2 separate regions of the Pan troglodytes genome follow, and region 2 is linked to region 1. The links are chromatin contacts, called in public capture Hi-C maps. All regions are on one chromosome and are shown on one strand. Each heading gives the region's core, a stretch centred on a gene start, on an enhancer-like site or on the middle of the called end of the contact. The rest is flanking DNA. Distances are from core to core; before and after follow the strand shown. Region 1 has its middle 140 kb from the start of CRYBB1. Region 2 has its middle 400 kb from the start of MN1.

What was found. Capture Hi-C pulls out chosen DNA fragments and counts their contacts.
Region 2: a capture Hi-C map of stem cell-derived neural stem cells shows a contact between it and region 1, with 4 times the contacts expected there. The contact joins two enhancer-like sites. A contact is called at or near these places in 1 of 7 Hi-C or Micro-C datasets (stem cell-derived neural progenitor cells) and 1 of 1 other capture datasets (stem cell-derived neural stem cells).

The regions. Positions count from the first base shown.
Region 1 is chr23:28,917,678-28,922,438 of NHGRI_mPanTro3-v2.0_pri, reverse strand. No RefSeq gene overlaps it. Among named protein-coding and RNA genes, the nearest start is that of CRYBB1, 140 kb to the right of the region's middle. Within about 2 kb of position 1,633, at least 11 of the 24 cell types and tissues checked have an H3K27ac peak or open chromatin away from gene starts, as enhancers often do. A contact at or near this core is called in stem cell-derived neural stem cells, where this site is marked.
Region 2 is chr23:29,563,472-29,568,405 of NHGRI_mPanTro3-v2.0_pri, reverse strand. No RefSeq gene overlaps it. Among named protein-coding and RNA genes, the nearest start is that of MN1, 400 kb to the left of the region's middle. Within about 2 kb of position 1,760, at least 5 of the 24 cell types and tissues checked have an H3K27ac peak or open chromatin away from gene starts, as enhancers often do. A contact at or near this core is called in stem cell-derived neural stem cells, where this site is marked.

The DNA of each region.
Region 1 (4,761 bases), core at 384-2,883:
AGAACGGGAGAAAATATTCCCAATTCTTATATCAGATAACGGATTTGTATCCAGAATATATAAAGAATGCTTACAATTCAACAATCAAAAGACAACCCAACTTTTTTTTCTTGATACGGAATCTCACTCTGTCGCCCAGGCTGGAGTGCAATGGCGCAATCCTGGCTTACTGCAACCTCCACCTCCAGGGCTCATGTGATTCTCCTGCCTCAGCCTCCCAAGTAGCTAGGATTACAGGCATGTCCCACCGTTCCCAGCTAATTTTTGTATTTTTAGTAGAGATGGGGTTTCACCGTGTTGCCTAGGCTGGTCTTGAACTCCTGACCTCAGGTGATCCGCCCACCTTGGCCTCCCAAAGTGCTGGGATTACAGGCGTGAGCCACTGTGCCTGGCCAATCAACCCATTTTTTAAAAAATGAGCAAAGGATATGAATAAGTATTTCTCTCCAAAGAAGATGTACGAATGGCCAGTAAGCAAATTAAAAGATGTCTGACATCCTTGGTCATCAGGGAAGTGCAACTCGAAACCACGATGAGATACACTTCCTACCCCCTAGGGTGGCTAGAATCAAAAAGGCAGATAGTAGCAAATGTTGGCAAGCATGCAGAGAAACCCAAATCCTCATACACTGCTGGTGGGAATGTAAAATGGTACAGCCACTCTGAAAACAGTCTGGCAGATATTTGAGCAGTTAAATACCATGTTACCATACGATCTGGCAATTTCACTGCAAGGAAATTGAAAATATCTATCCACATAAAACCTTTTCACAGCATTATTCATAGTAGCCAAAAAGTGGAAACAATGAGCAAATGAATCAATAAAATGTGGTATATCCATACAATGGAATATTATTCTGCAATAAAAAGGAATGAAGTACTAATGCACATTGCAACATGGGTGAACCTTGAACTTATACTAAGTGAAATAGGCCAGGCGCAGAAGGCCACATGTTACATGATTTCGTTTGTATGAAATGTCGAGAATCTACACAGATAGAGAGTAGATTAATGATTGACAAGGGCTGGAGGGATTGCTAACAGATAGATTTCTTTGGGAGAATTTACTAAAATGCTGTAAAACTGAATTGTGGTGATGGTTGCAGAACTATGTGAACATACAAAAAAAAAATTGAAATGTATACTTTACATGTGTGAATTCTATGGTATGAGAAGTCTAGTCTCAACAAAGCTGTAAGAAAAAAAAATTCCAACTCTATCAAACCCCAGAGCTGTGTGTTCTCAGAATAAAGGTTTCCCAGCTCCAAGTCTCAGTTTCCTCCTCTGCAGGATGGGCTAATAAGCCACATCGCCTTGCGTGAAAATCAAGGAGACAGCACAGCTGGGGCCCAGCACGTAGTAGGCCTCACTCCGCACGAGGTTCCTTCCGCAGAGGGGAAGGGAATGGGGGTTACCCAAGTAGGGCGCACGGCCAAGGCCATGGCTGGTCCTGGACGGCCAGACGGACTGGACGGAGGAGGAGGCTCACCGCCCATGACATGATGTAGATGGATGGCTCGGGCCATCCGTCAGGCTGGGAGCGGGTGGCCGGGGAGGAGGCCGTGAGGGAGCCCATTACCGTACACGTGTTAACAGCGCATCCTTTGTACAGACAGCCGCGCGGGCGCGGGCCAGGGCCGCTCCCCACATTGTCTGGGCGCCGCGGCCGCGCGGTGATGAATGGGCCGCGCGCGCCCGGCCGCCCCCGCCGCCAGGGTACCACGGGCCGAGGGCGACACCTCGTGGCTGTTTACAGAACTGCGGGCTACCAGGCGGGCACAGAGGGCGCAGGTGGGCCCCCCGCGACTTGCCTTTAGTGGGAAGCTCAAGATACTCTGTGTAGAACACTTAGCACAGAGCCTGGTGCGTCGTAGGCCCTCAAGAAATCCAGATCATAATTACAACCACCTTTATTTTCAAGGAAAAAAAAAAACAGGCTAAATGAGGTTCAGAAACGGGGTGAGGGCCAGGCGCGGTGGCTCGCGCCTTGTAATCTCAACAATTTGGGAGGCCAAGGAGGACGAATCACACCTGAGGTCAGGAGTTCGAGACCAGCCTGGCCAGCATGGTGAAATCTCATCTCTACTAAAATACAAAAATTAGCTGGGCTTGGTGGCGGGCGCCTGCAATCCCAGCTACTTGGGAGGCTGAGACAGGAGAATCGCTTGAACCCGGGAGGCGGAGGTTCCAGTGAGCCGAGATTATGCCACTGCACTCTAGCCTGGGTAACACAGCCAGACTTCATCTTAAAGAAAAAAAGAAAGAAAGGAAGGAAACGAAACGAAATGGGGTGAGGTTACCAAAAACTGGGTAGCAAATAATTTTTTAGTATATCAAAGATCTCTAGGGGATAGATGTATCTTTTTTAAAAAAATCACTCGTTATTCATCTGAAATTCACTTTTAACTGGGAATGCTGTGTTTTTGCGCTTGTGTTTGCAAACCTGGCAACCCGATAACTGGGTGCCTTTGGACACAGCATTCCACCTCTCTGCTTCTGTAAAATAAGAGAAGCAAGACTCTATCCCTACACGTTTACAACAATAACTACAGGACTGTTGTGCAGATTAAGTGAGAGGATATAGGTAGTGAATATAAAGCCGGTCAGGGTTAAAGTTGCCATGTCCCTGATCACACCCTATTTGCAGAGTTTAGGAAAGAAAAGGAGTCCAACAGCCACTAAGTTTAATGTGACTCCAGGCCTTTGTATGCTCTGTGTCCTGCTCCTGGATGACCCTCCCCTCTCTAATGACTCCTGAAGGTTCTCTCTGACGCTCTTCTTCCCAAATCGTAATCCCAACACACATTTCCTTGGAGCTCTCATCTATTCCATCTCAGACCCCTGCCTCTACCTGTCTTCTACCTGCAGGGAGAGGCAGCGTATTAGTCCTCCTTACCTGGCCTGCCTGGCACATACGAGACATTCAACTAACATTTGTGGAATGGGTGAATGTAGACATGGCTCAAGGCTCAGAGAAGAATACCTTATATCATGTGGTGTGGCAAAGCCAGAAGGTAAGACCATGAGGGTGGGCTCTGCCCTGTTCCCCTGCTATAGCCCTGGCATCTAGTAGGCACCTAACAAAATTGGTTTAGTTTAATGCAAACTGCTAACCTGACTGAGCTCTGTGTCTAATGCACTGTGCCAAACATTTAATTATTTAAAACTTTTTATTTCCATAGGTTATTGGGGAACAGGTGGTGTTTGGTAACATGAGTAAGTTCTTTAGTGGTGAGCTGTGAGCTTTTGATGCACCCATCACCCAAGCAGTATACACTGCACCCAATTTGTAGTCTTTTTTTTTTTTTTTTTTTTTGAGACAGAGTCTCACTGTCGCCAGGCTGGAGTGCAGTGGCACCATCTCAGCTCACTACAACATCCGCCTCCTGGGTTCAAGTGATTCTCCTGCCTCAGCCTCCCGAGTACCTGGGACTGCAGGTGTGCACCACCACCCCCAGCTAATTTTTGTATGTTTAGTAGAGACGGGGTTTCACCATCTTAGCCAGATGGTCTCAATCTCTTGACCTCGTGATCCACCTGCCTCGGCCTCCCAAAGTGCTGGGATTACAGGCATGAGCCACTGCACCCGGCCCAATTTGTAGTCTTTTATCCCTCACCTCCCTCCCACCCCTTCCCGCTGAGTCTCCAAACTCCATTGTGTCATCCTTATGCTTCGGCATCCTCATAGCTTAGCTCCCACTTATGAGTGAGAACATATGACGTCGTGCCAAATACTTTAAATATTTTCTCAACTATTAACTTTTCACAATGACGCAGGGAAGTGGTTACTATTATTGTGCCCACTGTACAGATAAGGAAGCTAAGGCACAGCAAGCTGGAGCCTTTGCCCAAGATGATGTAGATGTATGTGGAGGAATCGCACCTGAACCACAGCAGCTGGATCAGGTGCCCACCCTGAAGTTACTCAAGGACTTCAGAGACAGACCTTGACATGAACACGGTTTCCAACCTCCTCCAGTGAATGACCTCAGCAAATCTCTTCTCTCTGAGTTCCAATTCCCTCCATTCCTAAAGTGGAGAGAATGAAATTTCCAACCACACAAGATGGTGGTAAAGAACAGAAACTGTTCATGGAAAATGCACACAGCAGGTGCTCAATAACTGATGATCTTCCTGGAAAATGCACACAGCAGGTGCTCAATAACTGATGGTCTTCCTGGTGATCACCGAAGCCCTGAGAAAGCAGCTTCTTAGGGCCACCATTTGCAAAACAGCACTTTGTGGTTGCTAATTCCTCATAGAGAGAAAAATAGCTGGAGAGATTTCCATTAAGATTTTCTCCAGAAATCAGTGCCCCTGGCAAGCTGCAGGGCTGGGGAGTGCCTCTAAGGTACCTGGAGTTCCAGTCCACAGGTGGAGGCTGGGGGAAAGGGAGGTAGGAGTAAGGCAGGGATGTCTTCAGGGCCCCGGCTGAGTCCCCTCCCCACCTCCATGCAAAGGACAGAGGAAGTGGATGAAATCGGGGGCACTTTGGGGGCTTGAGGCACAGTGGGGTGACATTCTGTCTGAATCAGTATTCCTTTTGCCCTGATCCTGCACCACGACCAGCCAATTTCTGTCAATTTACTCTTCCTACCTAAAATTTCACTGGTTTCTTACCTCATTCATTCTTTATTCATGCATTTATTCAATAAATTTCAGTTGGGTATCTGCTATGTGCCGGCACCATTCATTCTTGGCACTAAGGAGTCAGTGATAAACAGACTTGGTTTTTGCCTTTCATGGGGCTCACAGACTAAG
Region 2 (4,934 bases), core at 511-3,010, 650 kb before region 1:
AGTCAATCTATGCCATTTTCCTGACACCCCCAGCTCTTGACATAGAGTCTAGATGCCGTGGTTCTGCACGAAGTGTTTGCTGAATGGCTAAGTGAAAGTCTGTGCAGGCCTGGAGGGATGTATGTGTGTGTGTGTGTGTGTGTGTGTGCTCACGAGTCTATGTAGGTCAGTATGGGAGCACACAGGTGTGAGGCATAGACTTCCATACTGGGTATGATGTAGTTACGAATAGGCCAGGCAACAGCTGTGTGCGCTCTGGTGAACTCAAATTCTCTCGTGAGTCTGCATGTGCTTGTGTAAATCCATGCAACCTTTTCATGAGACCACTTAGGTGTGTGCTGGGTGGGTGTCACCCAGAAGGTCAGGGGAAAATGTGCAGCGATCGGGCTAAGGCCTCTAGGGCACACAGATCTGGGGTGGACTGCTAGCTCTGCCACAGGCATGCTGTGTGACCTGAACCTGGTGGCCTTCCTTCCCAGAGCCCCTACTTTCTGTAACATGCACACAATTTCCACACCTCCCTTGTAGAGATGTAGAGGCGTCCCCAAGACAGTATATGTCAAATACTTTACCCAGTGCTTGGCACGCTGTAGGTTCTCAATTAATATATTTTTAAAAACTTCTTGTGTACCACTGGAGTTGGGGGCTGGGCTCCTGAGGACTCCAGGTTCGAGGCTAAATTTGCGGGTCTGCCACCTTCATGTAACAAATATTAATTGGGAACCTAAACTAAGGCCAGGAACACCTGGCAGCACCGCTAGGTATTGTGTCGGGGGCAGTGGCTCTCACAGTCTCATGGAGGAGTCAGGCACAAAGGAAGTTATTGCATTGATAATAATTCCAGCTACCTAACAGGGTATTTCATGGAGGGATAAGGTCAGAGATGACAGGAAGGGGGTCCCTGTGGAAATGGTACTTGGCCTGGAGTCTGAAGGATGAGTTAGCTGTAAGGAAGTGAAGAGAAAGAAGGAAAAACATTGCAGCCAGTGGGGACAGCATGTACAAAGGCCCTGTGGTTTGCAGAAGTGTGGTGAGGGGGAGCCCTGAGGGGAGGAAGTTCCATTGTGGGTGGAGGCTGGGGAGGAAGAGAGTGTGGGTTAGAGGGGCTGGTAGGGGTTGGTCTTTGTGGCTATGGGGGAGAGGGAGAGTTTGGCCTCCATCCTAGGATTCCAAAAGCCATGGAAAGTTTAAAGAAGGATGTGACAGGCTCAGATCTGGGTTTTTGAAAACTGCCTCTGGCTACCCCAAACCTGGAGTGGACAGCAGTCTTAGGTTGGGAGAGACATGTAGCTGATCCTTCCATGTTAACCTGTCCTGCCAGGGTGACCCCAGGGGAAGGATGTGGCCAGCACAGCCTGTCGGGAGGCAGGGAGCCCAGGTCCCCCTTCGCCTCCAAGCTGGTGGGCTCATTTACATGATTCCTGCTTAATTCTCCCAGGGTATGCAAATGTATGCAAACCACAATCCAGGAGAGGCAAAAATAGCAGGGCGCATTAGCATCCCCCACAGGAATATTGTTTTATGCAAACGATGTGCTTGGAGCCTGCTGAGCAGGCGGAAATGAAAGATGCCTTCCTGGGGGCTCCGGCGAGTCCACCCGCCTGACCTTTGCCCTCCAGGACCCTGGCCAGGCCCCTGCTGGGAGGGAAAAGCTCTGGGGTATGGAGGCAGGTGGTGGGTGGAAGACCCTGGCTGCCCAGTGGACAGGGGCCAGGTCAGGGTCCACGGGGTGGGAGGACCCCTGATCCCGCCGCTACCCTCGTCGTGCCCTGGCCTCCACCCTCTGACTGTCTGGTCTTCCTCCCTCCTCTATTCCCCTTCCTCTGCCCTCTGTATGTTGTCACCTTCCTCTTTGCTTCTCTCTCTCTGATCATTTTTTCTCTTCTCAGCCTCCTCCGGCCTTTCCTTCTCTGCTGAGTCTCTGCCTGACCTCCTGGTCTGCTACCCCAGAATTTGCTCTCGTGCCCCTTGGTCCTTGTCTCACCCCAGGTCTCCATCTTCTGCCCCTCCTCGCATCTCTCCCTGTCTCTGTGGCACCCCGCCGCTTTGTCCCTGTCTGTCTCTGCGATTTCCTGGCTCCCAGTCTCTGTCTCTCTCTCAGTCTGTATCCCCGTCATCTGTCTGTCTGTCTCCATCTCAATATGCACCTCTCTTCACTCCCTTCTTTCTGGCTCTGTCGCTCCCTCTCTGTTTTGTTCGGTTTTGATTTAATTTGTTTTTCTGGCTCTCTCTCTTGTTCTCTTCCTGTCATTGTCTCTACGCTGCGTCTCCGTCTATTTCATGATCTCTCTGTCACTTTTGCTCTGTATCCCCCACCCCACGTCTCCCTCCTCGCCTCTCCTCTGCTTCTTCTTCCTTAAGAGACCTGGAGACCATCCCAGGACTCACAGCAGCAACCCTTGCTCACATCTGGAGCAGGGGCTATTGGGCGATGTGGGGAGATGCAGGGACGCCTTCATGCCCCCAAATTCCAGTGGTCACCCAGACCTCCGATGGCAGCCCACAGGAAGGAGCCTGGTCTAGACAGGCTGTGGGTTTTGAGAAGAGGCTGAGCCTTCCCTGATCCCTGGAGGCCTAGGTCTGGCTATGCTGGCCCAAGCTTGCCTGAGGCTGAGGCTGGAATGCGGGGGAGAGAGTAGATAGGAATTAGGCCTGGTTCCCTCTGGGCAGGGACATGTCCTGGCAGCAGATACTTCCTGGCTGTGTGATCTCTGCAAATGGTTTCATCTTTCTGAGCCTCAGTTTCCATCTCTGTAAAATGGGTCAGTACTGGTGTCCAAGTCTTGGATTTGTTGTGGGACTGGCCTGACTCATTGCCATTGTTTACATGTGTTGCACTTACTCAATATTAACCACTACTGTCATGATTGTCATTGCTCCCATATTTCCACTTAAGCTCTTGGTGCCTCAGTTTCCTCATCTGGAATATGGAAAGACTATCTCCTGCCTTTGGGTTGTTGTGGAAACTGGATGATACAGTTGCAAACTTGGCACATAGTAGGTGTTCAATAAACTACCTTTTAAAGTCTTCTTAGACTAGCTGCATGACTTTGGTAAAGGCATGGCTGCCCCTTTCTGGGCCTCAGTTTCCCCACCTGGAAGGAGGTCAGCCCAGAGCACCCTCTGAGGTCTCCTGGCCAAGCTGCACTGGACTGGGGCTCCTCGGGTGGCCGCCAGTCGGTGGTGACTCCACAGTGCCACCAAGTGGCCACCCATGTCACCATAGGGCAAACTTGGGGGCTGGGGCTGGGGTCCGACCTGTGTCTAACCTCCCTATCCCTGCTGCAACCCCAGGCCCATTACACAGATATAACAAGGGCCCAGAGGGGAAGAGCTATGCCCAAGGGCATGCGGCCATGAGTAGAGAGGAAAGCCTAGATTTCTGGGGCTGGATCTCGCTTAGACTTGCTGGGTGACGTTGGGGCAGTGCATTCCCCTCTCTGAGCCATGCTATCCTCACCACATCAGACTGGCCTGGAGGCTTCCTCCAGCAGCCACATCCTCCATCCCTGTGGCTGGTCCAAGGCTACATCACTTCGGTAGTTCACAGTTTTATTAAGTGCCTACTCTGCGCTGAATAGAGGATAAATAATACCAACAATGACAATGACAGTGATAATAATAATGGTAATTATTCACCAGCAATGAAAATGTTCTATGGGTCAGGCCATGTGCTCGGCATTTGCTCAGTGCCAGCTCATTTAATTAACACGAGGTGGAACTTTCTAAGCACTTTACAGCAATTAACTCATTTAATCCTCACAACACAGTGAGGCTCAGAGAGGAAGGAGAATGCATGTTTTTGCCATTAAATTATTTCACTATATATTTAATGAGCACCTAGTATGTGCTAAGCCCTGTGCTCAGCCCTGGGGGTCCAATGGTGAAGGGCATAGAGATAGTCATGGATCACATGAGCTCACTGTTTAGTGGGGAGAAATACAGTAAACAAACAAACAAAAAATGCCCCGGAATGCAAACTTAGGAAGCATTACAAGAGATTGGAAGGGAATGAAGAGGGAACAGTGAGAGGGAAGAGGGAGGGAGGCAGGTAATCAGGGAATGACAGCCTGAAGGAGGAGGTATTAAAGCTGAGGCCTAAGGGAGGATTGGGAGCCTGCAAACTGTGGAGGTGGAAGGACCAGCCTGCACAAAGGTCCTGTTGTAGGAGGAGGCTTGCCCCATCAAGAAACGGAGAAGAAGCTATGGCAGCCCTCCAACCCAGGAACCCCTCTGCAGCCCCAGATTCCGGTGAAGTTTATATCAGGGGTTCTCAGCCTCTGAGAAAATTACCAGGGAGCTTAAAAAAAAAAAAAAAAAAAAAGCCAGGCACAGTGGCTCACGCCTGCGATTCCAGGACTTTGGGAGGCCAAGGAGGGCGGATTGTTTGAGCTCAGGAGTTCAAGACCAGCCTGGCCAACGTGGTGAAAACTCTGTCTCTACTAAAAAACATACAAAAATTAGCCTGGTGTGGTGGCATGCACCTGCAGTCTCAGCTACCCGGGAGGCTGAGGCATGAGAATCACTTGACTCCAAGGCTGTGGTTTTGATAAACTTTCAATGGCTTAGCATTGTGTAGGGGAGGAGGGTTTTTTTGAATATAATATTTATCAGTAATTTTCCCCTTTGTGGCCCAGCCCTACCCTGGGGGTCATGTGAGCCAGGATGACTCTCTATGCAGAGTCCTGACTTACTATCTTATAGACCCCATGTAACAGTTGTGCTAGTGAGTTAACCACAGGTGCCATCTGGGGTAATCTTTGCACCATAATGACCCCCGTAGAGCCTCAGAATGCACACCCCCCCCAAAAAAAGAGTGACCCAAATAAGGCAGCCTTAGGAAGGCTCCACTGAGCTGTGCCCAGAAAAGTGTCCCTCTGGCCATTGCTGGCCCATCCATGGGAACCTTGATTAGAGAGACTGAGGCCACATCT